Regions from separate parts of the Mus musculus genome. Here region 1 is linked to region 2. A link is a contact called in public HiChIP or PLAC-seq data. All regions are on one chromosome and are shown on one strand. The core of a region is the stretch at or near the end of the contact, and the rest is flanking DNA. Distances in the headings are between cores, read along the strand shown. Region 1 holds the start of Spry2 (sprouty RTK signaling antagonist 2). Region 2 holds the start of Pou4f1 (POU domain, class 4, transcription factor 1).

Region 1 (6,315 bases), core at 97-2,596, 1.4 Mb after region 2:
CCCACTGCACCCGCCAGGCATACACAACTATGAGCCCCGGGGATCGGAAACTTTTCCGTGAGGACCTGCTTGCTGTGCAAAGTAGCATCTTTTGGAAGAAAAAAAAAAGTTGATTTCTACAGATCCCTGGCCGCCTCCAATGCAGCCCCCCCCCCTTCTGCGCTCTCCCAGTTCCTCTCCCTCCCCCTTTGAGTGCTTTGAAACCCCCATTAAGAACAGTGTGTGATCAGACTAAGGATTAGGGGGAAAGGACTTCAGCACTAGGGTGGGGCAAACCGACACAGAAACCCCTTTGTAAAAAAGGCGTTAAGACTCCAAATCTTAAAAACAGTAACACAAAAGAGGGAAGGGGGGAAAAAACTAGCCTTTTTTATTTTGCCACCTACTTTCAGGTAATGGAAAACGATCGCGACCACTTGATATCTCTTCCTGTGCTAAGTCAGCCTCAGTGTCCAAATATATTAAAAAAAAAAAAAAAAGCGTGACCTAGGCCGACCACGAAGAACGGAAAAAAAGAGAAAGCTGCACTTCCGAACCGCAGAGACGCGGCGCCAGGCTGGGCGACGCTCCCACCCGCACCGGGCTAGACTGTCCACACCCGGCAGAGGCGGGGACTCCCTCCGCCTGGCACTCTCGCCTCCGCTCGCCTGCCGGGTCTCCTGGCCCGGTGAGGTGGAGAGGTGAGAAGCCCAGTACCGCAGCCCCACAGGCGCCTCCGCCTCAGGATGGCTCTTCTACAACTTAGCCTTCAAACGAATGGAGGAACAGGTTAGCAATGCCAGAGCCTGCAACAGCGACCTAGAAAACACTTTGTGTTTTCCCTCCCTTAAAGCTCTCGGCGACTGAATCGTCGCCAATGCAGGGATAGGAGTAGAACGCAGTGAAGCGGTCCTCCGCCCCAAACCCCTTACGAGTGAGCTGTCGTGGGACGGGGGATACTGCATAGGCGTACCCTGTAGCCCGGCCATGGCCGAACCCCTGTTCTAGGCGAAGGAGATCCGCGGGGTAGTTCCCTAATGCTCCCGAGAAGCAAGCTGGTTTAGTGGAGAGAGGAACCCGGACCCCACTCCCGGCCGGCTATGGTTCCAGAAGGGGAAAAGCCAAACGCTCCTCACCGTGATCGCGGCTTTGCACCAACCCCTCTCCCTTGAATCCTCTTCTTCCAGCGATGTGCAAATAAATCCAGTCCTGATGCAAACTTTTTCCTTCTTTCCAAACTCTGCTTCAGTCCAACTTCCAAGCAATCGGTGGATTAAAACCACGGGGAAATTTTGGAACCCAGTCCTCCACCGTTGGAACCCTCCCGGATTCCGGGATAGATGACCTCCCTTCCAGAAGCGCACGCGGAGTATTTCCTTTTTCCCCCCTTCTCTCTCTCCTTTTTTTTTTTTTCTCAATGAACAAGAGGCCGAAGCGGCAACGTTGGCGAGTCTCTTTTTTTCCTGGTCGATGAGAGAAAGCGAGGCGAGCACGGCCTTACAAAGAACCTAAGGCCAGCTCGCCAAGACCCGGGGGCCCGGGGCTGCTCCCAAGTGGAGGCAGGCGCGGGGCCGAGGGCCGGGCCGGGCGCGCGCGGGGGCCTGGGCGCTGCGCGCTCCGCCGGCCCCTCTCCTCCGCTGGCGCTGCGGCGCGCAGCTCTCGCTCGTGCAGACTGGGCGTTGCGGAGGCGCGGCGGCGAAGCCGAGGCGGGGGTGGGGGTGCGGAGGGGGTGGAGGCGGCGGGGGAGGAGGGTCTGGGGCCCGGCCGGGGATGGGGGGGGGGGGTACGGGGGGGGAGGGCGCCGCTGGCCTGCGCCCTCGCCTTTCCGGAGGAGGCAGGGAGCTCTGCAGCGGCCGCGGCAGCAGTAAATGGCGTCATGTGGATCCGAGGCGGAACAGAGCAGTTGTTGTCCCAGAGGATATATCGCATCCGGTCCCAGCTCATTGGCTCCGCGGGGCTACATTCACTCGCGCTCCAGCGCCCGCCAGCGCTCCGAGCCGCAGGAGGCATTCAAAAGGGCAACCGCGCCGCCCCGCGCGTCCCCAGCCGCTCCTGCAGCCCCGGCGCCGTCACGCGGGGCCGCGCGGGCCGCCGCGGGGTCAGTTTATCTAGTTTCAAGGAAACACTGACCTTAAAGGGTCCCCCCCCCCATAGCCCCCACCCAGAGGCTACCATACCAGCCCGAGGCTGGCCTCGCTTGGGGAACTTTCTCCCCCTCGCCGCCGGGAGGGGAGAAGGAAGAACGTTGCAAACTAACCCGGCCGCCCGGTGCTAGCGAGAAAAGCGAGTCGCAGCTTTTTAGATTCGATTCGGAATCTCCATTTCGATCCTACCTCTTCTCTCCTGTCTTCCCCCCCACCCCGCCCCGCTCCACCGCACCCCTCCCCCACCGATGCCCAGGGGGCGAAGAGGGTGGGGGAACAGGAGGGGGAGGGAAAGGGGAGCGGGAAGTGAGGTGGGAGGGCTATTGGTTTATTCTTTGTCTACTGGATTAACCCGATTATACACCGGGCACCAGCACAGCCCGCCTCCCCCACCTCCCGAGCCTTGTACGGGAGGAACGGAATGTAGATTCGGGTTTCAAGTCCCTTCTGCTCTGGCTGGGATTGGCTTTGGATTGTGTGTGGACTTGTAGTTTGTTAGAATTTCCTTTTTAAGAGGGATTATCTATAGATGGAGGCCTTTTGAAGATTTTTTTTTTTTGGTACTGTTTTGCTCGATGCAAAAACCTTTTAAATTAATTCTGTAATACCCACGCGATTACTCAGGGCGACATCATGGACTTCCGAAATGGGGGGGGGGGGGAAGAGTCTGTTTCACTACAGAATTCCTCCTTCGCGAAACCATAAATAAAAAGAGCGTCATCTTTCAAATCCCACTATCTGTCACCTAGAACATTCTCATATAAGTTCCTCCTGTTCATGTTGGAAGCGGACTATAGTTAACCATTTAAAACTCTAAATAGGTACTCTCTGGCCGCGGCTGTACTAAGGTGCCTGCACATGGAAGCACGCGCGGGGGGGTGGGGGTCACTGAAATGCATCCACACGCACACGTTGCAATTTTAGCTGAGATTTTACATTTTTTTTTTTTAAACCGGAAGGTACCTGCTATAAGGTCAAAATCCCCGCACAGCACCTGCGACCTTGCACGGTGCGAGGTTAGAGCTCCTAAAAACGTGGAGATTGACTTCTCTCGCTCCAGTCCTCACCTGTTCGCTGCTACCCTGGGCTCTAGCTGCCTTCTGGCGACGTCTCTAACTTATCCTGGCACCTCATTCGCCTGGCTTGCGCTCTCTCCTTGCCCTCTCGGTGTTTCTCCAACCACTCTCCTCCTTCGCCTAGGGTTTGGAACTAGAGATGGCAGGGGAAGTGGCATGCGTTATTTCCGGGCGCTGGCCTGCGTCCCCCCAACTCCACGGCTGAGGGTGGAAGACGCTCGATCGGCCGACTCAGTCGCGTCCCAGCCACTCTGGGCTCAGGACAGCAGGGCCTCTCCGGCCACCGCGGCTCACGCGGCGTCGGAATCCGTGGAGTCTCCAGCAGGCGAGCGCGGGCGCCGCTGCGCTTCCCGAAGGAGCCGCCAGGGGGCGAGCGCCAGGCGCGGGCCTCGAGCTGCTTTCTTCTGCGGGACTCAGTACCTGCTGGGGGGCTTCCTTTCAAAGAAGTGGGTTGGCCGGCTTCGGGAGTCTAAGATTTCTAGTATAAACGTTAGGCAAGGTGGAATTTCTTGTCACCCCCCTTAGCCACATTCCCTTTGAGATTGAGCTGGTTCGATTCCGAAGAAATTCGAAATTTCCACCCAGGAGCTAGGAGGGTCAAAGGCAGGTTGTGGGAGGCAGGTCAGAAAGGAGTTGCTGGTGTGTGACCAGCTAGCATCTGAAAGCAGAGCTGGCAAGGGAAACACCTCCCCTCACACCCTTGCACCCGGTGGCCGCTTCTTGGGAGACATTTGCCCCATGCCATTTCCTCCAGCGCCGCAGGAGCTCTGCCAACAGGTCATTAGGAATCAAAGCATAAAATAGAATTTAAATCAGGAACTTCCGGATGCTTGGGGAAGAATGTAAGAATTCCTACTTATCTTTCATACATTAGAAAGGATTTTAGGTAATAATCTACTGGTTTTCTCTCTCATAATCCTCACATTAGGAAAACATTTTTACCTGTAACTTAAGAGCAAAATAAATGGAAGAATCTGTTGGATTCTCTTAAATTATTCCTTAGGCTGTATCTTAGTGCTTTATTGTTTTTCAGCCAGTGAAGTGTATAAGCTACTATATTGTGCTTCCAAAGACTACTGTTAAAATAAAAAAAGACTAATTGTATTTGTGCACACATTGTATATGCACAATGAGGTGTTTCATGAAACCGCTGTGCCTCCAAATCAGTTATCATGCTCACAGATTAAAACTGGAGTCCACTGTGGAAGAGAATCCAGGGTAATGGTAGCGCTCAGACAAACATCAAGAGAACTCTCACTTTCAGATGTGTTGTGGAAAGTTCTAGAAAGAGAACTCTGCCCTAAGCAGAGGTTTTACCACTTGTCAGGCACTGTGAAACAAAACACAAACAAGTCCAAGGGACTCGATGTTGCAATGAGATACTCAACTCCAGGTTCCCAGGACTCGTGAAGTAATATACTTTACCGGGGCTAGCTGTTGAGCAGAGTCTGCTGTGTACTAGTGTTCTCAACTCTGGCTTTATTTTCTGATTTCATATATTTGTTCTTCATAACTATAGCCTTCCTCATTTGTTGTTATTAGTGAAGTAGAATATAAACACTCTGGGACTCTCACCTCCTCAGGTCTTTGGTAGAAGGTAGTGAAGAAGAAGGTGTAAGCAAGCATCTTTAGAGTTGTGTGCAATGAACTGAAACACTGTTTAGGATTGTCCTTGCCAGCTGGTCTAAGCTGTTTGGTCTTCTTTACAATGTGGGCAAAGTGTATCTATAAAAGATTCTCAATCTAGTTTCTTTCTGAGATTTGAAAAAAAAAATCCCTTCACCTTCCTAGGTTTGGTGTTAGTTTTGAAAATGTAAGAGAAAATTTTGCAAACATACAATGTGCTTTTAACACAAAGAGTTAATCAGTATTTAAACATTTTGTTCTACTACCAAAGGAGTTTTTGTTGGTTTGTTTTTTGGTTTTGTATTTGTATTTAAAGACAGCACAGTTACATTTTGGACCAGTTGGCCACCATTTTCTTTTTACAGCCCACCTGAGGTAGTAAAATTCATTTATGCAAGAACTCTTCCCGGACCTTCCAGCAGCAGAGGGCTCTGTGCTGTGGGGACCTTTTCATTTGGCAGCCAGGGCTGTTATCATTTTATGTTTTGAATTTCTTTGATTCCTCACATTCTGGTGATAGTGCCTCCAGGAAGGGAATTGGGAGTGGCTTCAATAAAGAAGCAAAGGAATTCAAAATAGACCTCTTGATGTCTTATCTAGATTGCTTGGAGGACTGGAAGCAGTTTATCTCTGAATCTAACCTTCTTCCCAGATGTCCTTCATCCCTAACTAAACTCAGAGCAGGATCTAAGGTTAACCAGGGGTGAGAGGAGTAGTCTTGATAAGTGACCTTGAGCTTCCGGCTCCTGTCTGTCCGCCTACCGCTACCTCTTTAGCTGGAATCCACCTGTGGGTTTGTGCTAGTTAATGAATGAATATTCCTGCTAGATGCTTGCACATCATTAGTACAATTTATGCAAAGTCAGATAGGGGACTGAAACTTTTTAACAAGGCAAGAAATGATTCCACTGCTGGCTCCATGGGTTTTTCTTTTTGTTTTTTCAATGTATTTGCTCTTTGGCCTAAGGATTAAACTTCCTTCTTAGGTCTGCATGCTCAGAGATTTTGTCCTTTGTCCTTTCAACTTCACATTTACTCTCCTGTGTGTTTTCTTTGTTTTGAATCTTTAAAAAATTAGATGCTAAAGCCTTGTGTAAGTGAGAATCAGTTGTGGCCCTTGGCCTTTGGTAATGCTTAGTAACAGTAGCAAGATCTGGCTTCTGAATACACAGGGTATTTTAGTTTGAGTTTTAGACAAGGTCTCACTATGTAGCCAGGAAGGACTCCCTGCAACCTCTGGGCAATCTTCCTGCCTCTGCTCCCTAACGCAGGCAGACAGGCATGGTTTTTCCACATGTGTGGATGTTTTAATTTTATACTTTTCATTGTGTGGGCATTGGGTCAAAGGGCACAGGAAGTTCAGGCTGTTCTCTAGGGAAGATGTGGTCCAGAAATTTCTACCACGGTTCTTATTTTAGCAAGACACCAAACTATGAAGGCCAGCAGCCAGTTCCAGGTCTCAGTGCACAGGTGACATCTGAATAGGTCTG
Region 2 (6,603 bases), core at 3,731-6,230:
TTTTGTTTTTTGTTTTTTTTTTTTTTTTTTAGATGTGTTTTTCGAGTAGAACAGCACATTCAAACCTCTCGATGCCTGAATCCCTGACCTTCAACTTAAATACTTTGCAGGTGCCTGGTTGTTTACAGCTTACCATCACCACTCTGAAACCAACGAAGTGGCTTAAAAGCTTCTGCAGATAAAATTAAAACTTTGATAAAATGGACGAGTAAGTTACCTTCCTCAGAGCACCAGTTCCCATGACCTATCTGAAACTGAATTCTCATTCAGGAAAAACAAACAAACAAACAAACAAACACCAAAACAAAACCCTAAAACTCATCCTTTCACTCCCACTGCCTCCCCTGCCTCCCCCTCTTGCGTGATTTTAAAGTTTGGTTGAGGCTTTCTGTTTGGTGTGGGTTATTTGTTTTGTTTTGTTGTTTTCTCTCATTTGTTGACCGGCCCTACCAGGACTTGGCTCAATATAAACACAAAAATGCACCCAGATCATAAAACTGCTCTTCTTTCAGTCATGTTTTATTTGGAAGTGGACTGGGACACATCTCCCTGTTGTATGTTGGCGCACAGAAATGGTTCTGATGGGGTGGGGTGGGGGTGGGGGCAATAGAGCGAAGACATAACCAAGGAGAGAGCTCTGCAGACACAACATGGACAGGAGGATCAGTCAGTGAGACATTTCAGGATTAACACTGGCAGTTTGTAACCACTGTGTGTGGGCCTGTGCATGAAAGAAAATATTTACAATAATGTGTTTTCAGTGGAAACAGGCAGTAGACTGTGAAATCACACTATCCACAAAAAAATGGTCTACCAGAAAGCTAGCCCAGTTTAGTGCTCAGTTTCAAATGCATAGAATGTTTTGTGCTGCAAACAATGACATACAACATAATTAAATAAATAACAACGCCTACCCAGAGTGAGACCTAATCACATTTCTTTCTGCACCTTTCGAGCCATGCATGATTTCAGTCTTGTTAAACAGTGCTTCCCCCCTTATCTCTTCCGTTTTCATCTTTAGTTATGGTTAAATGATAGTAACAGACCATCTCCACATGAGATCCAAAGGGGATCTTCTACACAACAAAGCAGGCATTTCACTAAACCACATTTCTCTCTCTCTCTCTTTCTTTCTCAAACTGTCTTTCTCAAAAAATTTTTCCTTAAAATCCGTCAGCAGCTTGGATTATTAGTATGAAATATCACACATGATTTTCTATTTTGGAAACTCATAGTGCAAATTGAAGTTTTTGTGACTCAACATTTATCCCCGGTAATAAATGATCCTTGAATAACAACAACAAGAACAACAACAACAACAGGGAAACACTGTTCCCCTTCCCCCAGGTAAGTGCAGACCTATTTGAAACGAACAAGGTGGGAGGGGCTTTAAATCTTTAAATCTCTTCCTTTCTTCTGGGATTTTAGGTGATTTTTCTTACATGGGACTCCTGCCCCCAAATGAGAGCAGAAACTTCTCAGCTTTTCAACAACTTCACGGTTCTCCAAAGGAGGGAGACAGGGACCTAGAAGAGCGAGATGGGCTGTATTCAGTGGAGAGAAGTGGAAACGGAAGCAAGTTTCTTCCCTAAGATCTCCCACCCTCTCTTAATAAGTGCGATGGCAGAGTTTGAATCCGAACTAAAAAAAAAAAAAAAAAAAAAAACAGAGGGCACTCTAAAGTTCTAGAAGTAGGATGGGGGGGGGGGGACACTGTCAGATAATTTGTTCATGGATCCATGAAGAAAATTATAAAAGTAAAACCCTACTGTAGGTATGGTCATTTAATTATCCCAGAATAAATTCTTTTTTTTTTTCGGAGAACCTAATTTCTGTCTTTTGAGTTCTCATTGCCTCAAGACCTGACCAAGACCACAAGACTGAGGCCATTGGCTCCTGGGAAATGAAGATTCGGTGTGAATGACCAGGCAGCCTCCCCAAGCGCATGTAAGCTAAGCTCCAGATGCTGAGTGGAAGCCAAGCCTGGAGTCTCTTTGGAAGAGAGGAAATAAACCAAAGAGGGTGCAGGTGTGAGACTTTAGAAGGGAAAGTTAAACACAGGACTAGCTTTCTGCCCGGAAGCTCAAGGTGCAGGCTGATAGATTTCCTATGTGACTCACTTGTGCTTGGGAAGTTGGGGCGGTGGTAGTAATGGTACTGCTGCTTTCTCTTCCTTGGGGGTAAACGAGGCTGCAGAATACTGCTCCCAGGAGTTAAGTTCCTAAAGCATCTTTGCCCCCCCCCTTATTTGTCTAGTGTTTTATGTTTTGTTTTTGGTGATGGTTGGTAGTTTTATCTTTGTACATAGTTCCTTGGTCCCCAGATGATTTTGTAAGTGTCTCTGGTCAAGATCCCCAGTTCTTCACCCATCTTTCCCTCCCACCCTGCTCCCCAGAACCATCCTGCTTCTCGAAACCCCCCCAGCTCCAGTCTTTGCGTTTCTCCCCCACCCCCCAGGCCCTGCTCACCTAAACGTCCCCCATTCTCTCCTGCCATCCCAAACTTTCTCCACACCCACACCCCTGTTCTCTAGGCTGGGGGACAGCTAGGGCCGGGTGCAGAGTGGAGCTGAGGGAAGGGCAAGAAAAGGAACTCCCCAAATGCAGGCAGGATAACGGACAGTCTAAATGAGGGGAAGTGGGCCAGAGGGAGCCCCAGAAACGCACCCCTCAGCTCCCCAGTGTGCCCCACCCGGCGTCTCACACCCTCCTCAGTAAGTGGCAGAGAATTTCATCCGCTTCTGCTTCTGTCTCTGGTTGCAAAACCACACCCGCACCACGTTCTTTTTGAGGTCCAGTTTCTCGGCGATGGCGGCGATCTTCTCAGACGAGGGCCGGGGTTGTACGGCAAAATAGGCCTCGAGGGAGCGCTTCTCGGGCGCGGCGATGGAAGTCCGCTTGCGCTTCTTCTCGCCGCCGTTGAAGAGCTCCGGCTTGTTCATTTTCTCACGCTGCGCGCCCTCGGCCTCCTCCAGCCACGCCTGCAGGATGGGCTTGAGCGCGATCATGTTGTTGTGCGAGAGCGTGAGCGACTCGAACCTGCAGATGGTGCTCTGGCTGAGCGAGCCCACGCCCGGGATCTTGAGGTTGGCCAGCGCCGAGCCCACGTCGGCCTGCGTCACGCCCAGCTTGATGCGCCGCTGCTTGAAGCGCTCGGCGAACGCCTCGAGCTCGCGCGGGTCCGTGTCCGAGTCGCAGATGGACGCCAGGCCCGCCGCGCCCACCACCGCCGCCGCGGCCGACGCCGCCGCCACCTGCCCCGCCGCCGCCGCCGCCGCTGCCGCCGCCGCGCCGTGGTGCGCCGCCGCGGCCACGAGCCCGGGATGCGGCAGCCCGGACGGCATGTTCATGGCCGCCGCCGCCGCGGGGTGCGACAGGTGGCCCAGGCCGTGCATGTGCGGGTGCGGATGCGCCGAGCCGCCCAAGAGCCCGCCGCCCGGGCCGCCGCCGCCGCCCCCCGGGCCGCCGCCGCCGCCGCCACCCCCGGGGCCGCCGCCGCCCGGGCCACCGCCGCCCCCCGGTCCGCCTCCGCCCCCGGGGCCGTCGTGGGCGCCGCCGCCGCCTCCCGCCGCGCCTGCGCCCCCTGCGCCGGCCATGAGCGCGAGCGACGGCGACGAGATGTGGTCCAGCAGGTCACCGGGCTCGAGCGCCTGGTGGTGGTGGTGGTGGTGGTGGTGGTGCGCCAGCGGCACGGTGGACGTGGACGTGCAGGGCACGCTATTCATCGTGTGGTACGTGGCGTCCGGCTTGAAAGGGTGGCTCTTGCCCTGGGACACCGCGATGTCCACGGCCGCCAGCGCCTCGGCCCGCGCCAGCAGCGTCTCGTCCAGGCTGGCGAAGAGGTTGCTCTGCAGCTGCAGGCGACACAAACCAAACCAAAAAGAAAAGGAAAGAAAAAAAAAAGAAGAAAGAAAAAGAAAAAAAAAGAAAAAAGGGGGGACAAACACCAAAGAAACCACAAAACAAACACACAAGCAGGAAAGCACGGGCAAAAGGCAAAACACAAAGCGACCAAAATAACAACGGGGGGTGGGAAGAGCAGGGTCAACGGAGGACCGGGGGACGATTTGAGAACATGCCGGGGTGGGGGAAATAGAAGGGGAGAGGCACAGGGCCAGGGAAGGGTAGAAGGGGACGCACACGGAAACACATTCCGGGGAAGACAGTGGGAGACGACAAAAAAGAGCGAAAAGAAGAAGAAAAAGAAGAAATGGAGATGTCACTCGAAGCTAAGGACCCGTGCCACACACCCGAACGAGAAAGCGAGCGAGCGAGCGAGCGAGCGAGCGAGCGAGCAGAGATCGCCTTGTGCAGGCGTAAAATTAACCGACAAAGTGGAGCCAAGTCGACAGCCGCGGCCCGAGAGCTCCCCGCGGATGGCAGGCGCTGGACAGAGGCACAGGCGGATGGGACCCGGGCCTCCAGCGGCCCCGGGCCACGCGTGCCTGGCAGCGGGATCCCTCTAAGAGCAGTCCCGCCCGCGGGAGCGGGGCCCGGAGCCGCCCGGGGCAGCTGCCGCCAGGCAGCGGCGCGGAGCGGGGGAGGGGGCGAGCGCGCGGGCCGGGACCGGGGCCGCGGGCGTGGGGCGCTTACCGGCGGCGTGGGCAGGCAGGCCCGCCGGATGGCCTCGGAGCTGGAGTGCAGCGACGGGTACTTGTGCTCAGGGAGGGTGGGATGCATGGCAAAGTGAGGCTGCTTGCTGTTCATGGACATCATCTTGGCGCCTTGGCATGTAAAAATCCACAAAACACTCGCAAAGTCCGCGGCAAAGTGCGCACGCCGGCTCGCCCGGCCTCCGTCCCGAGGCTGCGCTCGCTCGCACTGCTCGGCGGCTCCGCTCGGAGGCTCGCCGCGGGGGCTGCTGCTGCTGCTGCTGCCGCTGCTGCGCCGGCGAGCGCAGCCCGCTGCCTCGGACCGACCGCGCAGAGCGCCCGCCCGCCGGCCCGCGCGCAGGTCCCGCGATCCCGCTTCTCCGAGAGCTCTAGCCCCGGCGCGCCGACGGGCTGCGCTCCTCTTACACCTGAGCCCCACTTCTCGCGGCCGGCCCGGGCAGCTCTCGCGAGAGCTCGCGGGCCCCGCCGCGCTGACAGACAGCAGCTGTCTCCGTCTGTCTGGCGCGCGCCCTCCCCGCGGCCGCGGCGCCGTGCTTGGGCGAGCGAGCGGGCGGGCGGGCGCGCGCGCGCTCGTCGAGCCGCGACCGGCGGCGGCGCGTGGGAGCCGCTCTTATAGTGACCACCAGCAAGGACAAGGCAGGTGATGCACCTGTAGCTGGCCAGGCATGCGCGCTGCAGGTCCCACCTTGCCTCCGCCGGTCTGCAAAGATCAAAAAGGGCCCGTTATTGTTGAAGGGTAGGAACCTTTTGGAGGAAGAAAGCCAGGATGCAAGCACTCCTCTCGGGTGTGTTTTCCTCCCAGAATATATGCGCATTATTTAGGCACACCTCCACTACCCGGTGCCTAACAAGCTGTTATATAATGTATACAGAGAGGCATTTGTATGTTAAATTATGCCCGTGCATTCCTCTGTATATGGAGAAAAATAGCAACACAGAAATGCGCTGTGGATGATGCTGTCTTTATGCTGCAAGAACCTGTTTCTTTCATGGTTTATAAATAGGCTCCCGGAGAATAATAGCCATGACAGACAGTTGTTTGAAGCAGTCAGACGCTATTGATTTCCACGTAATTTAATTTCTCTGCATACTTTGTTGTTGTGAATATAACTGTGTCAGGCACCACCAGTGACAGTCACTTAGGAGCAGTAAGGAGTGTGTGCTTTCTACTCGGGAAAAGCTGTTGAAATGAAATTGTGCATTTCTCTTATTGTTTGTCTCCTTTAACCGTGTACAAACTCACATTTCAAAGGAGCTCTAGGTGATCTGAGGCTTTGAGTCATCAAAAAGGAAAAATAGTAAACAGGGTGTAGCCGAGATCTTTATCTTTTCCTCTCCAGTGAGACACACACACACACACACACACACACACACTTTTTTCCCCCCTGGAAACTCCAGGAAAAGAAATCCACTTCAGAGAAAAGGGAATAAGATGTTGAAAAGAGAACTTTCTTTCACATCGCTTTGGACCCTTGCTTTTTATATCTGCCTGCTTACAGTATTTTTCTTACCTGGGATACAGAATGAAGCTAATCTATAGATTGTAATTCAAAATGTAAATTCAAATCAGATAGAAGGAACTGGTATGCTATCTAGTCCAGCCTTCAATAATAGTAACAACAACAACTGTGAAATGAAGACCTATGAAGAAGAAATAAATTAATGAACCTGTTATATTACCCTCATGTAGCAGCAGATCAAGGGCCTCTCTGGGGAGCCTCAGCTTGGGTGCCTAAGTCCCTAAGGATACAGTCCTTGCCTAGGGTGATAATAACGGTCCAGATGTTATCACATCTGCTGGCTAGAGAGCCTGAGAGAGACAAGAAACTGCTTATGGGAAGCAGAGATCAGATACATAATCTTTCAGGTCACTCGCACAACAAGAAGGTCTGCATTTCCACCAAAGAGGAGATCTCATTTCTGCAAACCCAAATCTTTGGTCCAGCAGATTTGTATTTTTCCTTTGCTTTAGAGAGTGTATATCTTCAGGA

What was found. HiChIP or PLAC-seq counts read pairs in DNA pulled down with a chosen protein or histone mark.
Region 1: a contact with region 2 is called in an H3K27ac HiChIP or PLAC-seq map of cardiomyocytes, with 7 times the contacts expected there. The contact joins the promoter of Spry2 here to the promoter of Pou4f1 in region 2. A contact is called at or near these places in 2 of 484 Hi-C or Micro-C datasets (cardiomyocytes and embryonic stem cells), 7 of 115 datasets of contacts at active chromatin or transcription factors (astrocytes, cardiomyocytes, embryonic midbrain and 3 more) and 1 of 9 other capture datasets (embryonic stem cells).

Annotation. Positions count from the first base shown.
Region 1 is chr14:105,895,473-105,901,787 of GRCm38.p6, forward strand. Spry2 (sprouty RTK signaling antagonist 2) reads right to left here and starts at 1,347. Exons shown (of 2, transcript NM_011897.3): 1 at 1,116-1,347.
Region 2 is chr14:104,463,019-104,469,621 of GRCm38.p6, forward strand. It overlaps Pou4f1 (POU domain, class 4, transcription factor 1), which reads right to left and starts at 4,981. Exons shown (of 3, transcript NM_011143.4): 1 at 4,593-4,981; 2 at 2,667-3,853; 3 at 1-1,526. The coding sequence starts at 4,715. The coding sequence ends at 2,711.